2 separate regions of the Mus musculus genome follow, and region 2 is linked to region 1. A link is a contact called in public Hi-C data. All regions are on one chromosome and are shown on one strand. Each heading gives the region's core, a stretch centred on a gene start, on an enhancer-like site or on the middle of the called end of the contact. The rest is flanking DNA. Distances are from core to core; before and after follow the strand shown. Region 1 holds the start of Mis18bp1 (MIS18 binding protein 1). Region 2 has its middle 150 kb from the start of Gm25599.

Region 1 (5,556 bases), core at 2,785-5,284:
CATGGAGGGACCCAGGGATCCAGCTTCATATATGTAGCATAGGATAGCATTGTCTGGCATCAATAGGAGGAGAAGCCCTTGGTCCTGTGAAGACTCGACTCCCCAGTGTAGGTTGTGGGTGGATGGGTGGGTAGGGCAGTACTCTCATACAAGCAGGAGCAGGGGGGATGGGATAGGGGATTCTATAGGGGATATCAGGAAAGGGAATAACATCTGAGATGTAAATACATAAAATATCCCATTAAAAAAAAAGCACCATCCAACAAATAACGGTTAATATCCTTAAGTTCTGAATTGTGAATATCTGTTTTGAGATATACTTGACAGCTACAGGAATGCGTTCCTGTAAGGGATTTTACAGCCAACGAGGATGAGTTTCCTGTCCACTTTTAGTTCTGACACTGGGGATTAACACAGGGTCTTGAGCATGCTATAAAAGCATTCTACTTCAGCAGTGAAATTTATTTAAGCATAACTCTCTAAAGTTCCAATCTAGTGTTTGCATAAAGAGAATGACATCTGCATTAGGCTATTAGGCTACATATTAGGCTATAAAATATTAAGTTTAACAAGTGTACTTCCCTTTATGCACTTAAAAAGTTTAAGTCAGAAGCAATAATGATCGAAGTAAATGCCTGAAATACTCATTTAATTATTAAAATGGCCTGGTTCTATTGTGCTCCAGAATATTTAATTATGTTATTTGAAAACTTCTAATAAAGAGGAACTTGTTTTTAGCATAATTCTTTACATATATTGCTATTTAGAATTTTTGGAAAAAATTATTAATTTAAATATACACGGTCTTAAATTTGTTTGTTTCTTTCTTTTTTGAGACACAGTTTTGCTTTATTGTCCAGGCTGGCATCAACCCTGAACCGTTCCCACTCTACCCCTCTTGGTGCTGGGATTATAAGCATGTATTACTACACCTGGTTTGTTTCTTACTCGTAAATTTTACTTTCCATAACTAGAAATAAAATTCCAAGTATATAACAATATATTATATTAATGTGGAAAATTAATATTACAATCCTAAGTGCCCAGAACTTATTAAAGCAATTAGATCAAAAGATATCATTTTTTTCAAAAATAAATAAGCAACTTGAAAATTCATATATAAAGTCCTATTTTACCTAATGATTTATTATAAGGGGGACTGCAGAGATGTATTTTTCAGGATTTCTCTGTCTAGCCCTGGCTGGCTTGCCTCTGCTTCCTGAGGGCCAGGACTCCCTGTGACAGAAAAGCCGTGCATTTTTTTCATAATCTTTAGCTCAACAGCTATAAACTGATGTGCTTCATTCATTCATTCATTCATTCATTCATTTTTTTTTTAAATTTAGCACTGCAAGAGATTGAAGCTAGGGCATAAGTATGCAGAAAACCACCAAACTATATGACCTATATTGGCCTTAGCACTCAAGAGATGTATATTTATCAGGTGGGCAGTGATGGGAGTTAGTAAAAGCCACTAATAATGCCAATAAAGCCACTAATAATGCCAATAAAGCTACACTATCTCAAAAATAAAAATGAATAGACTGTACAATGCCAGGGAAAACTGGCAAAGTATGGATTGCGTACCCTCAGTCCTTCAGTCTGATGAAATACTTCACAAATAAAAATTGCAAATAAGAGACTGGAGAAAGGCTCAGCAGTTAAGAGCACTCACTGCTCTTCCAGAGGTCTTGAGTTCAATTCCCAGCAACCACATGGTGGCTCACAACCATCTGGTATCCAATACCTTCTTCTAGTTTGTCTGCAGACAGCGACAATGTACTCACATACATACAATAAATAAATATTTTTAAAATGCAAATAAGCTGAAAACAAGCCCAATCTGTATCAACAGACCAGAAATGTTAAGGACAGATAAAAGCTGAACTGAGGCACAAGGCCCATAGACCCAGTTATTTGGAAAGCAAGAGAATCGTAAGTTCAAGGCCTCCAAGATGGCTACAGAGCAAAGTCACTACAGATCCTGCTTCAAAAGAAAAGGTAAACATGAGGTTACAGCCAGTGGCCAATACTTGTTGCCTGCCTAGACTGGAAGACCCTAGGTTCAAACATGCATAATGAGAAGGAGGAGGGGTGGGGGAAGGAGGAGGAGGAGCAGCAGCAGCAGCAGCAGCAGCAGCAGCAGCAGCAGCAGCAGCGCACCTCACCTCCATATGTCAATAGTCACATAGCTTAATAGTCATTTGGTGTAACTTGAAATCATGATAGTTAAAGAACTAGGTTTCAGAAGCAAGCCACCAGAGGCCATCCAGAAGCTCAGATAGGAGCCTAGCCCAGACAGGGCCAGTGTGCTAATGAACTAACCCCAAGATGGTGTTGATATGGAAGTAAACCAATCTCAAGCTGTGGGCCCTAAGAGTACAACGCTAACACCACTACCTCCCCCCCCCCCCTAATAAATTCTGAAACTTTGAGAATGGTGTCTCTAGCCAGTGACAAGAAGACTTGAGACATTGGCCTCAGTGACTAAGGAACTTCAGGTACTGTTGCCAAGCCCACACAGGACCAAGTCAATGTCCTGCTCTTAAGTGTCTCCTGGGACCTCCAGCGATGCAATATTCCACCCAGCCTGCCACAGCTGAAGGATTTTCACAGCAAATGTGGGTTCAGCCCTCAGCTTCCAAAGCATCATTGCCAGAAGACTCCCCAGTAGAACCCTGCTGCAGCACTTCTACCCAAGCACTGTTACACGCTTGGTGAAATGTATGTGTAAATTTTCTACTAGCATGATATCATGAGGAATGCTTGTGTGGATAAACCAGGCATATTCAAAAGACAAATCCTGCAGGAGATTTAAATAGTAGAGCACCTTACCACCTACCAGCTCCTGCTTCTCCTAGTGACAATTCATTTATAAATCTCAATTCGATGTACTCAACAACAAAAACAATAAGAACATTAAAAACTGCAGAAGGATTAAATGGCAAAACAGACTTGATAGCCACATTTTAAAAAACCCACATCACATGCTTATGAGCATAAGCACGTTAAGAAACCCATAAAACAACAACAACAAACCATACATACTGGCAACATTACACGGATTCAGCAGGTTATAGCTAGGAATATATATGTGTGTGTGTACATATTTGCAACTGTTATTGGTGAAAATGAACCACTGAATTTGAAAGAGAGTAGGGAGGTTTGTAAGGGAGGGTTTGGAGGGAGGAAGGGGGGAGGAGAATCTAAGTAAATTATAATCTCTAAAATAAACAACAACAAATGCGCCTGACTGTACAGTGTTATACTTTAAGGATAGGATGAAGGAACCTTCTGTTTTTCTTTTTTATTATTAGATATTTTCTTCATTTACATTTCAAATGCTATCCCCAATACCCCCCCCAAACCCACCCACTCCTGCTTCCTGGCCCTGGCATTCCCTCATAATGAGGCATATAATCTTCGCAAGACCAAGGGCCTCTCCTCCCATTGGTGGCCTTGTACAAGGCCATCTTCTGCTACATATGCAGCTAGAGTCAAGAGCTCTGGGGTACTGGTTAGTTCATATTATTGTTCCACCTATAGGGTTGCAGACCCCTTCAGCTCCTTGGGTACTTTCTCTAGCTCCTTCATTGGGGGCCCTGTGTTCCATGGAACTTCCTGTTTTCCAAACAAAATCTCTAACATCTACAGATGCCTGCAACAAGCATGGTATTCAATCCTAAGAACGCATAAGCGGCTGCCTCTAGGAATGCTGGGTCCGGAGACAAAGAGTTGGGCATTCCCACGCTACTCCTCACGGAGACTTCGGATTTTAGAACAAATCTCGGGCGCTAGGGCAGCAATGTTAACGAGCGAACAGAGCAGAAGTTAGACGCCCGAGAAGAGTCAGGCGGGGACCCGGCCGATCGGTCCGCGAGGCTGAGCGAGCAGAGGACCTACCTTGGTGAGGACAGCAGCTCGAGGCCGTGGTTACCCAGGGCTCGCAGCGCCTCAGACCCACGGAGGCCCGGGCAAGGGCTCCACGCGTGTCCGCAGACTGAAACTCCGCTCGCCTTCCTCGTCCACTTCCCCAGCACGGACAAATAGCGCTGGATTTCAAATCCCGAGAGCCCGCCCCCCGGTGCCTGCGATTGGCCCGCGCAGAGGTTGCGACACGGCGCGTCTTCCGGAACTCCAGGAAACAGGAGCACAGCCCAGAGCGGCCCGAGGCTGTGAGAGCGGAAAGCGTCCGACCGAAGCCCCTCGGTTGCTCGTGGAGTTTGTTTCTCTCCACAAGGCGGGCCCCCGGGAGCGCCTCGCCACTCCTCCCGTGATGCTCCGCGGGGAGAAAACCCCACGACGGTTGACGCCCAGCGGCGCTTACCGAGGCGCGATTTACTAAATTTGACCCTTGCGGGCCACACTTGTTAGTTCTAGGCTGCGCTTTCTCAGTGTAGTCCGTTTCTGAGGAGAAAAACTGCTTTAGAGAGTTTGAAAGAATTTTTCTTTCAGTTTGCTGTTTAGATTTTCTTCGGGCCAGGAAAAAAAAAAAAAAAAAGTTGCTCCCAAGTAGTAGACTGAACTGGCTCTTCCAGAGGTCCTGAGTTAAATTCCCAGCAACCACATGGTGGCTCACAACCATCTGTAATGGGATCGGATGCCCCCTTCTGGTGTGTCTGAAGACAGCTACAGTGTTCTTTATAATAAATCTTTGGGCCGGAGGGTGGCGCACGCCTTTAATCCCAGCACAGAGGCAGAGGCAGGCGGATTTCTGAGTTCGAGGCCAGCCTGGTCTACAAAGTGAGCTCCAGGACTATACAGAGAAACCGTCTCCAAAACAAAACAAACAAAAAAATTCAATTCCCAACAACCACATGAAGGCTCAACCTTGTACACAACCATATCTGTACAACTATAGTGTACTCAATATACATAAAATAAATAAATTAATCTTTAAAAAAAAAATCTAAGGACCATAGTAGAATTTCTTTTCTCAGTGAATGTCGGTTGCAGTGCGTTTTGTGGCACTGGTTCCTGAAGTCTGTTTTGCCACTTGATAGTACATGCCTGTTATCCTAAGACTGGGAGGTTGAGGCAAGAGGATGGAGAATCAATCGGAGGGCAGCCTGTAGTATGTGTTGGGGCTCTGAAAGGAACTGCTTCCCCTACAGATGTGTTATATCTCTTCCTCAGCTGCCAGGGAAGGTATCCACAAAGCTGGCATAGCAGTTCTGCTCCAGCGGTTGAGACACAACACACCTCACACAGGAGAGTGGTTGCCTTTAGAAGAAGCAGGGACCTGAGCTTGATTGAGGCAGGGATATTATATTGGAATTCTTGGCGGGGGACCCCGAGGGTGGAGACCGAGGGACTCTGTTTCTTAACCTTAGTCTTGGGCTTGCGATCAAGTAAAGGTCAAGGTGGTTTTTCTCTTAGCCCTGGTCTTAGGGTCAAGTCAGGAGCATGGTGTTTTTCATTTGCCCTTTGACCATACCTCTATTGACTCACAATCCCAACAGGGGGCCTGGGAATGCGGTGGGGGGTGGGGGTGGGGATCATGAATTTAACATTAAGAATGGAAGTGGGCTAAGTGGATAATGTAGCTCTGCTCTC
Region 2 (5,999 bases), core at 1,432-3,931, 210 kb after region 1:
TTCTTTGCCTAAAATTTCTTTGGCGAATGAAAAGATTTTAAATTCCATGAAAGACAAGTACATATTTATAGCTGTGGTGAGCCTGTTTTGATGATCTGTGACAACCTCTATTCTCATTCATGTTATGCCTTGCCAGGTTAGCTATTTTTAAATTGTTTACCAGAAGTTATATTGAAAAGGATCTTGTAAAATATGCAAGCCCTATGATGACAATGTTTTCCACCAAATAAGCTGTTTAATTTTACCTCAGTACTTAGACCACCAGTGACTTTCCTTTCTTGGGTCATATCACAGATAGAAAATTAGACCATGGTGTGTGTGAGGAGTATGTTACCTTTGATTCACTCTAACCCTTTCGAGTTCTACAATAATTGCTTTAGGGCTCCAGAGATTGTGGGTTCAGTCTTCCAGCTCAAGGTTTGAAATACAGAGCTTAAACTCTCATTTGTCTATTCTGGGTTGGAGAGCTGCCCTGAGGGGTCAAGACACCACAGGAAGACCTCAGTATACTGACAGCTTTCATATCCTGGGTAGAAGGTGCTTTATTAGTTCTCTCACACATCGGAGTAGATGGTTTTAATACATTTCCTATTCTGGCAAGCAGTTCTAGTTGACTTAAATTACAAATCGGATCTGAACTCACATAATATTATTAGATGTGGAACTCAATTTTCCAAAAATGAATTTTAATAATAAGATCATTCTTAAACTTATGTGGAGGCTGGAAAAGAAGAATGTAGTTTCCACTAAATTGTTTTTCTGTGGTAACTGATAGTTCTGGTTGTACTATATGAGAGGTCTAACTGTTCTCAAGATATTTCTTTACCCTGCTTGCCTGGCAAGAAATTCCTAAAAGAACTCTCTTGTTCCTTAGGCAATGTATTTTACCTCATTACAAAGACTATACTTGTGAGTCATGTGTTAATCCCAAAGATAGGATGAGAAAGACAGATCAAATCATTGTGGACAAATTAATAAGTAAACAACTAATTAAAGCAAGTTTTTTATTCATGTACACAGGCTGCTTCCCCTTAAGTTGGGTTTTAAAAGCTCAGCATTGGAGAAGAGAAAGACAAGATTTCTATAAAGCTCAGGGGTAGGGAGGTTCAAAATAGGGGGCTTGGCTTGCAAAATAGGTGAGGTTACAGGAGCAGAACATAAACCTAACAAGTTGGTCCCTGGAAACAAAGACCTGGTTTCAAGTTAGTCATAACAACAGGCAGTCATATAACCTTTTGAAACAAAGGCAGTTATTGTAAGATGGTTACAGACAACTTTTTGATACAAAGACATAATTGCCATTGCTGAAACAGGCAGTACAGAACCATTTGTAGTTAAGGTTGCAGGTGGGGCACAGCCTAATCCTTGAGAGACAGAGGTATAATCATAAAGAGGAATGAACTTAGTTTGTCTCTCCTATAAGATGACTTTTAAACCTAAAGTGGAGGCAAGCTGGCTCTTCACTAGGGATCGAAAGGGGTATGGCCAGGCAGGTAGAATGCATAAGTTGCTTTTCTGAAGGAGGCACATGGGCTCATGGAAGCTGTGAAAGTCAAGAATCCTCTTGCTATGGGAGGAGCATGAAGGCTTTTTCTTACCTGTACCACCCTTCCACTCCCCAGCCTGCTATTTCCTTGCCTGGAAACCTCTCATTTTGAGAAGAGCTGATCCAAGCTGCTCCTCTGGAGTCAGTTAGAATGTGACCCAGGCCAGAGTTTGAATCCAACTCCAGAGCAGAGTCCATTTTCCTATTGATTAATTTTGTTTATTAGTGAGAAGGAAGCGCCCTCAGCTTCTGAGGCCTTGGCAAGCCTGGAACATGGTCAGGCGTCTTTATTGTCACATGGAGAAAGTCCATATAAATGCAGACATACAGAGATTCCCAAGGGAAAGGACATGTCATGTAGGCCGAGTCTGTTACTTGCAAACCCCATGCCCAACAGGCTCTCATGTAGTTAGAGTGACTTGGAATTAACTGAATTTGTAGCTAAGGATGACTTTGAACTCGGTTGGATCAACACTCAGCTCATCTTCGTTCATTTTGAATTCAGTTTGTGCACCCAGCATCATCATTTAAGCTCTGCAGAAGATGCCTGCAGAACCTTGTAAAGCTTCTGTTGCTTTGACTTTTGCAATGGGATCTCTCTGTGGATCTCCTGGAGGGTTCCACCCACAGTCTCTCTTGCCCCTGCCTGAGATGCCGGCCACAACTGATTCACGTTGTATCTTTATGTATCCAATCCACATGAGGTGTCTTTGCCTACTTGAAAAAAATATTTGGAAGTGTTCTCCTTTTTTCTCCACACTTGCTCACTAGTTTCCTAACAAGATTTCTGGGCTTAGCCTTAGTTTGAAAGGAGCTGCCCAACTGATTTTATGAGGCCTGAGTTTCTATTTTCACCTAAGTCTCCAGATCAGGGAACTATGAGTCGCACTCCCTGCACTTGGTAGGAATTCTGGGTAGAGCACAGAGCACACTGCCGAGGGCAAATGAATATGCTGGTGAAAAACGTCCTATTTCTGGCTGTATCTCAAAACAATTCAAAGTGATAATTTCCTCAAAGAGGCGTTTAAAGTAAGTAGTTTATCTGAGAGAACTGTTTCCCAAGCCAGTTAATATATGCAGGGTCTTAGAATTCAAAAGTCATGCTTGCATTTTTATTCAAATGAGCCTAAACCTTTAAACTGAGCTTCTCTTCCCAAGGGAGAGGAGAAGGAATGCAGAACAATGTGCTCATTTTAAAGGCCTTAGGGGTGGTGAACGTGTGTGTGTGTGTGTGTGTGTGTGTGTGTGTGTGTGCTCACTCTTGCACTTTGTGATCTGTACAGAACTGGCCAAACACACTAACAAGTCTAGCTCAATGTCAAGTCAATTTTCAAAAAAGACTTTGAAGTTGTTTTTTTTTTTAATTCAACATTTTTTTTTTCTTATTCAGATAGATGACAATAAATTTCAAGAGAAGAAAAAGAAGCTTTTAAGATACGGATTACTTCACTTTAATTTTTTTAAAAAATAAATTGGCTCTTGGACATTTTCATACTTATTTACAATGGATTCTGATTACTCTTGTCTTCTCCTGTAGGCAGCTGACGCCTAAAATATGGCGCCGGTTTCTGGTACACCGTCACTGTAAACAACATCACTGTGCAGGCACTAGCCCGAATCTGGCGCCAACCCCTCCCGAGCGGGTGCATGCAAATTAAGGTGCCCGCAGACTGACCAATCCCAGGAGGACACAAAGCTTTTCCCTGTGCTGGGGTGTATATAAGGAGTCCTCCCTGGGTACCCAGGGTTCCCATAGCAGCATTGAGGCGTTCCTGCAATAAAGCTGTTGAGAAGAATCCGACCGTGTTGTGTCTTCCTTGCTGGACGAGGTGGGCGCAACATTCTCCTTTCCTTGTCCCTGCTGCCACAAATCCCCAATCCTCTTTATAGTCAGAAGTTTTTGTTTTGTTTTGAAGCCCAGTGGGTTTAATACAAAATGGGACTGGGGAGTAGCCCTTTGGGGGAAGTGCCTGTCCTACACAGGAGAAAGATCAGGGTTCCGTCACCAGCACCACAAAAAGATAATGAATCAACGAATGAATCAATGAATGAATCAAAAAGAACGAAAGTTTGACAGTTGAGATCCTTCTCCTTGAATTCTCATCCTCTGGCCTGAGTCTTTCTAGGGCAGTGGTTCTCAACCTTCGTAACGTTGAGACCCTCTAATGTTCCTCATGTTGTGGTGATCCTCAACCATAACATTATTTTTGTTGCTACTTCATAACTGTAGCTTTTGTGAGGCTATGAATTTTAATGTAAATATCTGTTTTCTGATGGTCAAGGCAACGCCAGTAAAAAGGTCTTTCGCTTCCCAAAAGGGTTTCAGCCCAGAGGTTGAGAAACAGTGTTCTAGATGGCTTAGTAATATGTTACAACTGGCCATGAGCAAGCACATCTAAAATCCAGCTGCACTGTTTGGAGTCTGAATCTGACATTTTATGGCTAGCTGCTCTGAGAACCTGACTATGTGCTCCTAAAACTCCTACGTGCTTCTGCAGCATTTTTACTTTCTTGTTTACACTAGTCCGAGCTAGTTTTGTTGTTTGCTACTCAAAGCTATCACCCTGTTTATGACTTCAGATAATAGAAGCAGTCTACCCACCTCAGCCAATATAAATTTCATCATCATACTCCAAAAGAAATTGTAACCTTTTGAGAAGAGATGAACATAAAAGTTAATTAGAATTGGTGGCTGCTATTGGCTGTGAAAGACTCCGTGAGGAGCCCCTTGCTCAGGTCTCTGGACAATAGCGGACACCCAAGAACTCATGGGAGACCAAGCTTGATGCAAACCACATGAGGCTTTATTCCGGGGAAAGCTAGAGCTCTGGGGATGACTCATATCCCACGCAGGGGTAGAGGAGTCAACCCTGAGGGAAAAGGGGGTCTCAGTTTTTATAGGCCCTGGGGGGGGGGGAGGAGAAGGGGGGAGTAGGGGATTTCCAGATCTAAACAATGTCTATTCTCAAGAAATGAATATGGGAGGGGTACAAGGAAAGAGTCTGGTGCAGGTGTAGCAACTCCGGATTGGCCTAGCTGTGGTTGCTGGGGAGATTTTCTGACTCTATCAGACACATGGGTTCAAGGAGTGGCCAGAGCATTGTGTACCTCTATTTTTCTAAATCAGTGAAGCTAGTTCTGCTAACAATGAAATCTATTTTGCCAATTTCAGGGCTTCTGTGACCTTTTACATTCTGTCAGGATCTTTCAGCTGCTCTGCCCTCTTTGTGTAGATGTTTCTATGAGAGCACAAGCTAAGTTAAGTAGCTGACAGAAACAGACTTGTTTGTTTATTGTCTCACCTTGTGGAGGTCAGACTCCCAAGGTAGGCTGTTTTCAGGGTTAGATCATTCTGAAGGATCTGAGGAGATTTTGTTCTAGGCTCTTCTCCAAGTGGGTAGGGTCAATTATTTGTGTTCTTTGGCTATTAGCTGTAAATTCTGCATTGACCTTCATATAATAGTCTTTTTGTGTGTCTGCTATGGTATAAGCATGGGTATATTGTGTCTCATGGGGTTTATATTCTGGAATCTTGATTTCCAAGGTACCAGCGGTAGATGGTGGAACTCTTTAGATGGGAGATGTTTAGAAGGTAATTTGGTCTGAAAGAGTGCACCAGGCCAGCACTAGTAAAGTTCTTGTGAGATTGTAGCCCTTGACAGTCTTGAGATTTTATGGAAGATCAACACTGGGCACTGACTTCTTGCCTTTCTTTATGATCACTCTCTGTCTCATAATCTCTGTTCATGTTGCTGTTGGCCATGTTTTGACCCATTTAAGGGAGTCCTTGCCAGAGGCTGGACCAATGGAGCTGGATCATTTGGATTTCCAGCTTTTATTACTGTGAACTACATAAACCTTCTTTTAAAAAAAACTTTACAGATTCAGGTATTTCACTAGAGCAATAAAACAGGCTAATATGGTATCTCTGTACCTTCCTTTTTGCTATACATATAAGGAAGTCACTGGATTAAGAGCCTACAGTACATTTAGGATGAGGACCCAACATATTTGCAAAGTTTCTATTTTTTTTTTTTTCTGTTTACGATTATTTGAGCATATATCTTTTGGGACTGCTTTCTTTCCTGCTAGAGGCCTTCAGTAGGTTATAGTGAAAGACCTACAACATGAGGACTCCCCCACCTTCTGACTCAGGAGAGGCGACTTGCCAAGTCACTCACGAGAAACGGCCTTGATGCAAATTGCAAGAGGACTTTTTATTCCAAGAGCACTCTGGGGCCCACAGTCATACACCACGCATGGGTAGAGGACTGTGGCTCCCCAATAGCTGGGTAAGGGGGTTTTTAAAGGAAGAAACCACAACTCAAGGGGGTGGGGAGGACATTGTTGGAAAATACCAAAAATACCAGTTAAGAGTCATGAGGAAGTGGAAAGTCAAGACAGTTTTCTATGAGCCTCTAACAATAGCACATTTGCATATCGGGTTCCAGCA

What was found. Hi-C and Micro-C count contacts between places; a contact is called where the count stands out from the background.
Region 2: a Hi-C map of neural progenitor cells shows a contact between it and region 1, with 4 times the contacts expected there. The contact joins the enhancer-like site here to the promoter of Mis18bp1 in region 1. A contact is called at or near these places in 4 of 484 Hi-C or Micro-C datasets (cerebral cortex, cortical neurons, embryonic stem cells and 1 more) and 2 of 115 datasets of contacts at active chromatin or transcription factors (astrocytes and embryonic stem cells).

The regions. Positions count from the first base shown.
Region 1 is chr12:65,168,546-65,174,101 of GRCm38.p6, forward strand. Mis18bp1 (MIS18 binding protein 1) reads right to left here and starts at 4,035. Exons shown (of 14, transcript NM_172578.2): 1 at 3,904-4,035.
Region 2 is chr12:65,379,855-65,385,853 of GRCm38.p6, forward strand. No RefSeq gene overlaps it. Among named protein-coding and RNA genes, the nearest start is that of Gm25599, 150 kb to the right of the region's middle. Within about 2 kb of position 2,682, at least 13 of the 459 cell types and tissues checked have an H3K27ac peak or open chromatin away from gene starts, as enhancers often do. A contact at or near this core is called in astrocytes and neural progenitor cells, where this site is marked.